Linked DNA regions of Salmo salar: region 2 is linked to region 1. The links are chromatin contacts, called in public Hi-C maps. All regions are on one chromosome and are shown on one strand. The core of a region is the stretch at or near the end of the contact, and the rest is flanking DNA. Distances in the headings are between cores, read along the strand shown. Region 1 has its middle 21 kb from the start of LOC106589511. Region 2 has its middle 64 kb from the start of LOC106589513.

What was found. A called contact is a pair of places that touch in the nucleus more often than the background predicts.
Region 2: a contact with region 1 is called in a Hi-C map of muscle, with 5 times the contacts expected there. The contact joins two enhancer-like sites. A contact is called at or near these places in 2 of 3 Hi-C or Micro-C datasets (gill and muscle).

What each region holds. Positions count from the first base shown.
Region 1 is chrssa28:13,296,952-13,300,570 of Ssal_v3.1, reverse strand. No RefSeq gene overlaps it. Among protein-coding and RNA genes, the nearest start is that of LOC106589511, 21 kb to the right of the region's middle. Within about 2 kb of position 2,305, at least 2 of the 13 cell types and tissues checked have an H3K27ac peak or open chromatin away from gene starts, as enhancers often do. A contact at or near this core is called in muscle, where this site is marked.
Region 2 is chrssa28:13,400,850-13,404,307 of Ssal_v3.1, reverse strand. No RefSeq gene overlaps it. Among protein-coding and RNA genes, the nearest start is that of LOC106589513, 64 kb to the left of the region's middle. Within about 2 kb of position 1,442, at least 3 of the 13 cell types and tissues checked have an H3K27ac peak or open chromatin away from gene starts, as enhancers often do. A contact at or near this core is called in muscle, where this site is marked.

The DNA of each region.
Region 1 (3,619 bases), core at 1,056-3,555:
CATCTAACATTATGAGCTAAGTAGCACTTCTACCACCAACAATTCTGTACAGAAACCAGCCACGCTCAGCTCCATGTACGACAGTCAGTTAGTGTATAATGTATTTTAGCCCTGGAGGTGGCCATTATAGACTGCTATCCCAGACTGCAGTGCCAGCAGGCCAGCGGTCGACACAGGTTGTTTTTATTCATGAATCATGGGCCTGAATATACTGTCAGTCCCGTCTCGCAGGTGGTGTGTGGATCCCATTTACACCAACACACACAGTACCTAGTCCGAAAACAATACAGTAAGTCAACTAGTAGCAGAAGGGATCCATAGTTTCCTATATATCCATATAAGGGCGTATCTTTACATGACACCTGATACTGTCAGAAATTTGATCATGTGAGGTAACGGACACCGAGAAATGGCAGCAAAATCCTGAAAATATATATTCTGGTAAATATAGACAGTCATACTGTATATAGCCATATGTCTATTGGGGCAAGGTGTGAGAGGAGAGAGCGAGGAAGATCAGAAAGAGAGAGAGGGAAAGAGAGAAATATAGAGAGAGATAAAGAGATAAAGAGGAGAGAGTAAATATGGAGTTTGTCTTCCTACTCTGATGGATCAGGGGTACACTGGATTACTGTTGTTGAGTTCCTCTGCGAACATTTGAAGATGTCCCTTCTAACCCCTCACACAATCCCCCCTCCTGAGGCTCAGTTTGTGGTCCGCATGTCATGTGTGAGGAGTTTGAAATGGTGGTTGCGTGGACCTGCCTGCTTGGCCAAAACGCCCTAGCAAGCCGCCGACCTAGTTGAAGGTAATGAAGCTCACCCTTGACCCGAGTGCCGGTTTTAAATGCAATTCTAGACGTTGTTGGAACCTGGAAGGACTAGAGTGATCTCCCTGGCATGGGGCATCAGCTCTTCACTGGCACCACAGCAGCTGTAAATGTGTGAGATGTGTGCTTGTTCTCTCTTGTGTGTGTGTGTGTGTGTGTGTGTGTGTGTGTGTGTGTGTGTGTGTGTGTGTGTGTGTGTGTGTGTGTGTGTGTGTGTGTGTGTGTGTGTGTGTGTGTGTGTGTGTGTGTGTGTGTGTGTGTGTGCGTGCGTGTGTGCATGTTAATGTGAGAGAGGTACAGAAATAGAGTTGCTGTTGTTGACCAGAGATGTCCATGAATCACCCTCTGCTCTCCCTTCAGTTTTACATCAACTCTCTCTCTCTCTCTCTCTCTCTCTCTCTCTCTCTCTTCTCTCTCTCTCTCTCTCTCTCTCTCTCTCTCTCGCTCGCTCGCTCTCTCTCTCTCAAACCCTCCCCTCTCTGTTTCTGTGTCTCTCTCTCTCTCTCTCTCTTTCTCTCCCTGGAAAAAAGAACCTAAGACACCACTTCACTGCATCATCACATGACAGGGGTAAAATAAGAAGTAGCTGCAGTAGACTGGTCTAGGGTATGGCCATGATTGTGTCAGTAACAACCATACACCTCTAAAGACACAAACTCCACATAATTCTCCCTCAGGCAGATTGGTTTCTATATGGTTTACAAGCCTGAAAAGATTGTCTTTGAATTCTTTCAGTGTAGCTCATTTAGTGAAATGGGATTCCAGCCCAGCTGAAAAACAAGTAGAGTCAATCAACTATAAACACACAATCTTTCCATAAATCGTATTTCCGTTCTGCTGAGCCCAGGGTTCCATGGTTAATTCGCCCAAACAAGATGGAAGTATCAGTGGCGTTCACTGTATTGATTAAACTGTCTGATAATTACAGCCAAGGACTCTGTGTTTCTGTAGTGCAACTTTATGTATTTCTTATAGTCCAATTTATAGCATGGCTTTACCGCAATACCACTTACCAGCACAAACTGTGGATGGTAACAACATAGTTTACCGACGCAGTACACCGGTGCGGAACTATGCATCTTTCTCTTTGATGCTACAGCTCCCATATGCTTCACATACTGTATGTTTATATACCGTACTGTAGCCTGAGACTCCATTTCACCACTGTGAGTGGAAGATTAAGTGTGTGTCAGTGTAGTGTTCTGTTGTATACCATCTCCTTTGCTTTACTCTGTACAGAAGGTGGCCATAGGTCACTACAGAGTACAGACTCTGTCTTGAGGAAACACTGGCTAATTATATCACCACACAATACAAGCTCAGTCAAGCGTTAATATCAAACACACGCGCACACACACACACACACGCGTACGCAAACACACACAGACACATACAAGGACACACACGCACAGCCTTATCCATTGCGGGAACTGGAAATGAAGCCTGATTTGACCCTACATTTCTGGAGGGGTTCTATAAAAGGCAACACTCCTCCTGGAGTTGTTGATGAGATTGCGTAATGTCTGTGATGTCAGCACTGTGCTCGTCACGGTAACCAGTGACGTTGAATGGCAAGAAAAAGCAGAGAGTGAAACACACACTCAGATGGAGAGACAGAGAGAGAGAGCGAGAGTGGCTGTGAGGTAGATCAGTGAGTTGTATATAGTCAGTAATCTGTATGGGTTAATGAGCTAAGCTGAGCGTGGTTAGCCATGGCTGCTGTTCAGTCTGACTGGCCACTGACACCACAGAGGATATCTTCTATAAGAATGTGAACATCACTGACTCAGCATTCATTATGATCTCTGTCTCTCATTCTCTACAACTGTGTTGAAATGATAGTGTCATATACTACATTAAAACCGACAACTTATCTGTGTCGTATACATTTATTGCTGTTATATTAAGTCAAAGTGCATACATGTTTGAACTCAGTGTAATTTAGACTGAAGTTGTGAAATTGTGTAAGGTCATTTAGATTGTTTGAGTGCTGTGGAGATCAACATTGGGTCTTATTTAGAAAACAGCTTCTTTTTTTTGTCGACTGGTTTTGCACCAGATAAATAATCAAATTCTCACTGTGTCAGGAGAGACAAAGCATGCAGACACGCATAAAGAAAAAAAGAACATATTATCATTTTGATATGTTGCTAGTCATCATTTAAAAACTTCTGACCACAGCCAAGTTACAAGAAACTTGCAGAACATGTTTCATATACAGACGTAGGATCTTAATTTGAGCCAGTTTGCTACAGCAGGAAAGTAATCCTGCCTCAACAGGAAATGTGAATTGTTATGTGGATTATACTTAATGGACATTTTTGTAGGGGTTGATACATTTCAAGTCTGAATTTTCAAAGTGGAAATGACTAACTTCAGAAGCATTTTTAAACCTCAAATACACTACAAGTTTTAAATGTCCTACAATGCAGGAATGTTCTCTTGCAACAAGGTTATTGAATTAAGATCCTACATTTGTGCTTATATGACAAATCGTGTGTATATACCAGTATGTCACAATCCCCTGGTGACACAAACAGTAGAACTAATCATTTTTATGATAACTATGCATCCAATATAAGCACACAAAAAAAGCCAGACAAATATCTAAACCAAGTAGCATTGTCATGAAGTGCTTTGTGCCAAACAAGTGACGTAATCACTGGATTGAACACTCTGATGACAGCTGGTTGAGTAAAATGCCTATTTTCCCTGTGTACGCTCAGTAATCTCTCCATCTCTGTACCTCTCCACTCCTCTCCTCTTCCCAATTTTAATGTTTGACTGAAA
Region 2 (3,458 bases), core at 193-2,692, 100 kb before region 1:
ATAAATAAATAAATAAGATTTTGGTAGCTATATAATTGAATTTATTAATGTCTACATTCGTTTTTGACAAGTATATCCTATTACCACTAAATGCTTACTTTTAAATTATATAATGTGAACTGAACATCAACAAATATATAAAACATATTCCTTAAAGTATTTTTGTAGAGTACCAATGCTACTGCCCCACTAAAACAAATACATACTTAAATACATGTAATTTTGTCATTGAAACATTTTATTGAAATAATGTAATATTCCATTCATTACTATGGAGTACTGCTCCTTCTGAGGAGTACCAATATGGCAGCCGGTGGCTTCAAAGCCTCTCATTGACCATTAGATAGCAAATCTAGGGTTTGCAATGACCTCACGATTACAGAGAAACACACCTCCGTCACTCGGTAGCGTCATGCCGTTGTTATGAACGTTCTCCAGCTGCCCTCTGCCATTGTGGTGCCCAAAAGTCGTGATAACCACAGAGAATGTATGTAGCCTCTTTAATGTTACTTTATTGTGTCACTTTTTATCATTTTTTTAAACTTTCGTTAATTTGATAATTATTTTCTTAACTCTTTCTTGAACTGCACTGTTTGTAAGTAAGGGCTTGTAAGTAAGCATTTCATGGTAAGGTCTACACTTGTTGTATTCGGCGCATGCGACAAAGTTGGATTTGATTTGATTTGAATGATAGAGGCCTCTTGGCAGTTTTAGCATGGGCAGCACCATTGAGGGCTCCCACTATGCTTCTGTCATTTTAAAGTAATCAAAGACGTCAACTGGGTGGGGATTCCTATGGATTGTAGCCTCAGTGGTGATGCCTGTGCTGTCACAGATGCTATAACGGCACTGATATAAAGATGAGTCCTCTATCTCTATGTGATAAACCCAGTCATTCTGTGAAGGCAGGCTAATGACTGTTTCGTCTGATTTACACTATAGTGGACTGGAATAACCATGACATTGCTAAAGTAGGCAAATATTTAGTAAGAAACAACTTTGCCATCATTATCATGTGGTCAAATTTACGTTAGACAAATGGCAATGTTGACATTAGCTAGCAAAGTTAATCAAAAATAGTTAACCATGCTAAATCCAGTGGTCTCCTCTCAATCTTAGCCAGCTAGCTAACGTTATACTGCATCTAATGTCAATCTGGCGACATCAAAATGATGACAAAAGGTTTTTCTTACTAATTATTAGCCTCCTTTTGAAATGTCCAAGCCACTGTGTTGCACTTTTTATGAAATCTTCATCAGTGCTCATTGAGAAGGCATTGAGTAGAATGCTCAGTCCTAAAACTAATGTTCAAAACAATATTGTGAGGAAACATGCAACCCATAGTGAGTTAGAACAACATATTAAGCCTATTAACACAACAAGGTTTACCGAAAGTGAACCAAGACTCCTTGAAACTTTCTTCATGGGATTTCCCCAGACAGTGTTGTGAAAGTTGTTTACTTCCTAAAATGAACCAGTGAGCACAGATAGCGAGGCATTTAGCACACTCATGGTGATATGTAGTAGAATTTCAAACTACGTTTACTGCTGGGGGTAATGGTTCATAACAGAATACAAACCATCCAAAAAATACCATCGAAACCCTAAAAGTAGCCAGATGGTCACCGTTTGATAATGATACCCGTGTGTGAATAAGATGCTTTTGATCAACCAACCACCATCAACCAACAACTGTATATTCAACCACATCGGAGTAGGTAGGCATGGTTAGGAGCAACACTGACAGTGATGGCTGTTTCCGAGTCAAAGGCTGCTAGTCCCTCTAACAGGCCTGAGGTCCTGACCCCCACAAGTAGGCAGAGTAAGGAATAGTGAGGAGTAACTCTCTCTCTCCTGATCAGGTTCTCCCTAAGCCACTTCTGTCTGCTCTTCACCTTTCCCAGAGAGAGAAAGAGTGATGAAGGTAGGAGAGGAGGGGTAGAGGAATCGAAGGAAGGAGGGAGGGAGGTTGTGGAGAGATTGAGGAAGTGATTAGGCCTATAGGAATACAGGGGGCCAGAGAGAAGAGAGTCATTGAAGGATGAGGTTAGAACTGACTATAGGTGCTGCCACATTCCTGCGTTGGTAAGAATCCAGAGGAGTCTTCTGATGCTGCAGAGATCACTGGAGAGAGAGAGAGAGAGAGAGAGAGAGAGAAAGAGAAAAAGAGAGAGATGGAGTGGGAGAAGGGGCTAGAGAAACGTGATCCTGGAGTTTGACCCACTCCTGTTTGACCCACCCACTCCTGAGGAAACCTACTGGACAAATACTTAAAAAGCAAGAGGTTCGTATGAACCTTGCTGTCTGCCTCTCCAACCTAAGTGACAAGGTTGCAATTTAGAAATGCAATCTCCAAGAAATGCAATAAGACACCTCAGGGTTTTTTGGTATATGGCCAATATACCACGGCTAAGGGCTGTAGTCAGGCACTCTGCTTCGCGTCGTGCATAAAAACAGCCCTTAGCCGTGGTATATTGGCCATATGGATTTGCAGCAAGAGGAAAATATTGGCTGCTGTATTAATAGTTGTACTAATGTGCCAGACATTACTGAAAATAGACGCACGCACAAATTTACACACTGTTAGAGTGTTCACTGACCCATCGGCCCAGAGCAGGAGGATTGGGGTCAGTTTAGTGTGTGTGTGTGTGTGTGTGTGTGTGTGTGTGTGTGTGTGTGTGTGTGTGTGTGTGTGTGTGTGTGTGTGTGTGTGTGTGTGTGTGTGTGTGTGTGTGTGTGTGTGTGTGTGTGTGTGTGTGTGTAACAGAGAGAACATCTTAGAAAGAAGATTAGCTACTAGGCTAAGACTGGTCTATATCTGCCATTGATATAGGTGCATGTGTGCGTGTGTGTGTGTGTGTGTGTGTGTGTGTGTGTGTGTGTGTGTGTGTGTGTGTGTGTGTGTGTGTGTGTGTAGCAGATTTATTCTCTGTGTATGCATGTGTGTGTGCCTGTTGCAGCGAGGACATCTTAGAAAGTTAGCCGATTAGCCGTGTTAGACTCTGTGCTAAGACTGGCCTATATATGCCATTGATCCTCAATGGGACCATATGTTCCCATACAGAAAGGGAAGCCTCTACACTAACAAGCTTATGTCACTGTATGTTATGTATGTCTTCCGCTCTCTCTCTCGCTGATCAGACCCATTAACACAACTGATTTATAGCCTCACCAGCCGATATTTACAGAAATACCGGTCTTCATCAGCAACTAGGGTTGCGAAGGGAGTGTATACAGTGAGGGGAAAAGTATTTGATCCCCTGCTGATTTTGTACGTTTGCCCACTGATAAAGAATTGATCAGTCTATAATTTTAATGGTAGGTTTATTTGAACAGTGAGAGACAGAATAACAACAAAAAAATCCAGAAAAACGCATGTCAAAAATGTTATAAAATGATTTGCATTTTAATGAGGGAAATAAGTATTTGACCCCTCTGCAAAACATGACTTAGTACTT